Regions from separate parts of the Triticum aestivum genome. Here region 1 is linked to region 2. Evidence: chromatin contacts called from public Hi-C data. All regions are on one chromosome and are shown on one strand. The core of a region is the stretch at or near the end of the contact, and the rest is flanking DNA. Distances in the headings are between cores, read along the strand shown.

What was found. A called contact is a pair of places that touch in the nucleus more often than the background predicts.
Region 1: a contact with region 2 is called in a Hi-C map of root, with 9 times the contacts expected there. The contact joins two enhancer-like sites. A contact is called at or near these places in 4 of 5 Hi-C or Micro-C datasets (leaf, root and an unstated tissue).

Annotation. Positions count from the first base shown.
Region 1 is chr3A:576,598,112-576,600,986 of IWGSC CS RefSeq v2.1, reverse strand. No RefSeq gene overlaps it. Among protein-coding and RNA genes, the nearest start is that of LOC543407, 15 kb to the left of the region's middle. Within about 2 kb of position 1,581, at least 1 of the 8 cell types and tissues checked has an H3K27ac peak or open chromatin away from gene starts, as enhancers often do.
Region 2 is chr3A:576,292,838-576,295,537 of IWGSC CS RefSeq v2.1, reverse strand. No RefSeq gene overlaps it. Among protein-coding and RNA genes, the nearest start is that of LOC123058693, 15 kb to the right of the region's middle. Within about 2 kb of position 1,332, at least 1 of the 8 cell types and tissues checked has an H3K27ac peak or open chromatin away from gene starts, as enhancers often do.

The DNA of each region.
Region 1 (2,875 bases), core at 332-2,831, 310 kb before region 2:
CGTGGGCCGGCCCAGCTCGCTCGCCCCTTCGCGATTCCGAAGCCAGACTCCCTGAAGGTACACCTAAAAAAAAGACTCCCTGAAGACGAGATATACGGGAATGTATCTGGTGCACCGGTCGTCCGTTGCACATTCAAAAACGTTCAAAAAAATCTGAAAAAATTAATGCATTGACATAACATGAATGTATATTGTCACAAAAATTTAGATCAATATTCAAAACATAGCTCGAGATACAAAAAGGACAAATTTGACATTGAATAGTACATAACACAAGTTGGGCTTGAGTTTTGGCCCATTAGCACATCGAAGTTGAATTTGTCATTTTTGTATCTTGACCATTGTTTTGATTTTTTATTTGAATGTTTGTGACAAGATACATTGAAGTTGTATCGATACATTAATTTTTTCCAGATTTTTTTTAACAATTTTAATTGTGCAACATGGTCCGGTGCACCGCTAGCAGCAATTGCCTTGGTGCACCAGATACGTTCCCATTGGCGCGCACATCCGACAGCCCTTAGGCCGAACGCCCGAGCTGGCGACAACGATGCAAACTTGCAAAGACGCGGAAATAACTTTTCACCATGCCGACGGTTACAATTATATCTAAAAAAAAAATATGTCCATGGTTACTGCCAGTCGAATCGAGCAGAACTTGACTAATCACTAGCTGCACGGCGACTGCACGTCTCACTCGTAGGTGCTCCCGAGCCGAAGAATGACTCGCAAAAACCTAAGTAAGTTTTAACATAGCTCGTCGTCCAGTGTGATGTTAGTTACACGACCTTAGCTCGCCCATAAGAAAAGATCATTTTCTTTACCGTTCTGATGTCCCTTTCTGGGCCCAAATTTCGTGTTGCCTTTCTCGGAAGGGAAGTACGTATGCACTAGGGGGTCGCTCATTTTGCCCTTATTATCTCAGGGTCTGCCCCAAAAGCCCGGCAACTGTTGAAATGATGAATCCAAACTTTTCTCCGGCCAACCACTTGACACAGCCCCCCTCCCTTGTTAGCACACCAAAACTCGTTGTACAGTACATGATGATGGCTAGGAAAAGTCATGCAGCTTCAGATGGCCGTCCCTTATCCACCATAGGGAGGACCCTGCCCACCGGAAGATATAATTTTGCTTAATCTAGTTTCTAAAGAAATATCTTAATCATCAGCTGGAGTAAGAAATAACAATGCCCTGTCTTGGTAATCTGCCCCCGTCAATTTCCCTCCGTTGCACGTTTATGAAAGAAGACAACGCTGTCCCAACAACAGAAGACCAAACAAAATCTACTTGAATTGACACTGCCGAACCAAACCAAACCGCGCACATTATCCATCCACGGACCGGAGGTACGCGTATCAGTCAAAGTGAGAGAACAGCCTAATCAAGGAAATTCATCACGGTGACAGGATCGATGAGCCAGGACCCAGGAGGAACCGCTGCTGTAAAGAGGCGCGCGGTTCACATGGGACGGGAGATTCGAATATGCCAGCGAAGGAGCTGTACCCTGCCCGATCAGATCGCCTTTGCCAACTTCACCGACCGCCGACCGGTCTCCAGTCCACACCAATGCACCAGCAAACACTCTGCGCAAGTAGTAGGCCCCCGACCTCGTCACCCCCCCTGGAGTGCTTGACCTGGGCGTTTCGCCGGTCGAGCTCGAGCCATGCCGAAGCGGCCTCCTTTTTCCGCACAGGGACATGGCACCTCCCCCAACATTTTTCTGCCTTTTCCTCCCCATCGTCCACTCACAAGTTCGGTTGGGTTTGGCGAAAGAGATCGGTCATCGGTGGACTGGTGAAGTCGAGGTGCACGCTTTGGATGGGAGAAGGGTTCCTGTCCGGGTTCGGTGCCACGCCACAACTTTAGGTCTATCCAGAAGGTCATTGTGGACGCTACTCTGAACAGAGATAATCCCAAGAATTTGTCTTGAAGGCTTCTGCTCCAGCGTGCACTGCACTGCTACACTGCTGCTGCATCACCTTCCCAAGAAGCACGGTCCATAGTATACCATGATTTTTTTATGGGCCCATCGTCACAATTGCTTGCACTAACTTGGCCGCTGAGTGTGTATCTATTTTTCTCTCTCATTCGACGATGGATTTATACGAACGATACAAGCCATCTCGAAAAACAAGGAAATTGTAATAATGTTCTCTGATAGCCAACCAAACTTAATCTCCAGTACGAGCCGAAGGCAGGCTGTAGTTGCCGCTCCATCCTCGAAGCCGGCCTGATCATGTATCCTGCGGTGCGGAAGTCGTCGTGCTTCCAGCTGCACCGACGTGCTAGAGAAGGACCCGCCATCGTAGAAGCCATATGTAGATAGAAAACCCTAAAGCTGAACCATCTCCTGAATAAAACTTGTGAGAGCTTCACAACAACGGGAAGAAGGCACCGTTGCAACAGAGAATGAGCATGGACCACCCGGGGGGCAAAAGTAGGCCCTCACCTCATCGCCGCCGCAAAAACGGGGGGGATCACCCCGATCCCCATGGGTCGATCTTCTATCGTAGCGACTAGTTGCCTGCAACACCACCACGCAATTAATAGGAAGAAGATGACTATTACTGTCACCAACACAAAGATGCATGAAGCGCCAGTCCAGATCCAAAGGACTTGAGCAGGCATAGACACCGCTTCCAAGATTCAACACCGAAAGCCGAGAGAACCATTGCTTGTGGGAAAGATATGGAGAAAATATATTTGCCACCGTCATCGCCACCACATAAGTCGAAATCATGAACAACTGAAGACCTAATTAAGACACTAAACTGCTAGACACGTGCAAAAGTAAAGTCCCGGCGTTTCCCTCCCTCCAGCCAGCGAGGGAACCCCGCTAGCATGTAGTTTAGGCTGTCGGTTCCTTGCGGTGGCG
Region 2 (2,700 bases), core at 83-2,582:
AGAGGCGCGAGATCCTGCGCCCGCTGGCTCAACACGTCGGGAAAATTCATCTCCCGACAAGGCCTCAGGAGGCGCCACGCCGCCGCGTCATGCGCGCGGGCCACCTCCTCTGCGGTGTTGAAGGTGCCGAGGATGAGGCCTTTCTCGCCAAACCAGATCTTGGAGGAGAAGGCGCCGGAGCGGCGCTCGCGGACTCCGCGAAAACCCGAAGCGCCGGAGCGGCGCTCGCAAATTCCGCGGAAATCCAAAGCGCCCAGGCAGCGCATCGACATGGTGGCGCAAAGGGCGGCGAGGCTTAGTGAGAGGGGGCGAGACGAGTGGGCGACGGACAGAGTGTGAAGGGAACGCCTTCTTATAATGAGCGCCGGCCGTGGCGCGCCAAAACCAGCGCGCACTAGACAGATTTCCCCCCACGCGCGGACCTTTCCCGCGCGCTGGAACGCCAAAACCAGGGCGACAACATGACCACTGGCATAATCTAAAACACGCACGGTCATGAAATGAGTCGGTGCGTTAGACACACTGTCGATTCAAATTTAAAAATGGACGGACGGCCGACCTAAACAGACAAGAAATGAACACAAGTATTGTCCGTTTAAGTCGGTCAGTTGAAGTTGCTCTTACGACCAACGTTAGCTAGTGGGCGGCAGTGACGCGGGGAGGCAGCGGATATTGGCAATGGATGTGTCAGTACCACCTGTCTCCACCGACGCTCGCAGCTCAGTAAGTGTTACTCGTACACGGCGTGAAGAAATCCTCCCGCAGATGACCTAGCCGACATTGTTTTTGGCGTTTCGCAAATCCCCGGTCACGTGAACTGGTGCGGTGGACGCCGTGCTTGCCATTTCGCCAGGCCGCTCCTACTTCCTTGGCTGTGCGGCGTAATCACGACTGTGCGGTGCGGTGGTTACACGCGCACCATGACGGGACCTCAATGGCTGGCGGCCCTGGCCTGTGCTATCGAGTAGCGGACTACCTACTCCTCGTCCAAGTCCACGACCTGGCCGTGGCCGGAGGATTTTATACTTCATAGTAGTATGTTGCAATGGATTTTCTCACTGATTTGTTGTGGCCGGGTCAGTTGCATACAAAACATTATTTTGGATGGATGGGTTCAAAACATTTCAACATTTTAGGGCTCATTTGATTCAAAGGAATTCAATAAGTTTTTTGGAGGATTGAAATCCTTTGGAAATTTTCCAACATTTGTCCTTTGATTCATAGGATTGAATCTCATAGGAATTTTTCTAATGAAATCTTTTATACTACATTTTATAAGAAATCTAACATCCACTCCAACCTTTTTTTACAATTCCTTTACTTTTCCCGTGAAATCAAACACTGCTAACTAATCCTATAGGATTCAAGTGCGCATGACACTTCAATCCTATACTTTTCCTATTCCCGTGTTTTCAAAATCCTGCGAATCAAAGAGGCCCTTAGCACATTTTCAACAGATTAGGAGGAAAACATGTTTTGAGGATGTTGCATATATAGGATAAAACAAGACACATAATTCTCTCTCTTTTTTTAGAACAAGACACATAACTTTAGTTGTTGTTGTTGCAATGGTGTGGCGAAGTAGAATCAATCCTTGAGGCAAATCAGATGCACATGAGGCGGCTGATCGGGCCCTGCCTCCACTAGACCAACAACTAGCCCAAGCCATGAGAGATTTGTTCGCAAATGTATTTCATATAAGAATCAAATACCACAATTATCAAATCTAACCGGATTTTTTCCACAGGAACTCCAGGAATTCACGGAACCGGACGTTGTACAGAAAACAACAAGTTTATCAACCACACAGCATGGTTTATGTGCACTTCCCAAATACCCAATGTTGCCAAATCATGAGCTGGTTTGTTAAGAGTCACACACTATGTTGTCTCAACGTAGCCGGTTGCTTCCTCTCTGCTAGAAATTTGTTGGACCCCAAGTGTGAGGGTATGTAGCAAGCATCAATTTTCCTTAAATGACCTTATGGTTTATCAAACCAACAAGAGCTAAGCATCACAACCAATGATTAATACCTTCACACACAAATGTAAACTTCTTTGTGTCCTGAGCAGAACTAGTGAGGTTGTCAGTCTCACTAGCATTACTAGTTACAAAGGAATAAAATGGCAGTGGAAACAAAAAAAGGCTTTGGCCTTGTTGACAAGTTGACGAGAATGTAAAATCAAGAAATTTAAAGAGAGTTGACTAAGATTAAAAGCATTATGGAAGAAAATGGACCGGGGTCCATAGGTTCACTAGATGCCTCTCTCAAAAGGAAAATATGGTGTGATAAACAAACATAGTTGGGTAACGATTAACTTATTATATTTTTTATGAGTATGAATATTCATGGCATAATTAACGTATGAACATCACGTCTGTAAATCTATAAATCGTTATCCAACTATCTCCATCCAAAACCGCAATTCAGCCTGCATCTTAAAAGTACTAAGTAAAAGTGGAGTATTGCAATGAGTATGATGACATGAAATAGATGATATATTGTCTTCATCCTGTGTTCAAAGGACAACTACACAACCATCTTTTTTATCCCAGAGCAGCAACAACACAAATACAAGCCTTTTCCACTTTCTGTCACTGGGGTAGCTTACTTGCACGGTTGAACCCAATTATCATACACAACTTCCTCTGAAGATCAAGCCCCAAACTGGGCCAAAGAAGGAGAGAATGGATTGGAGA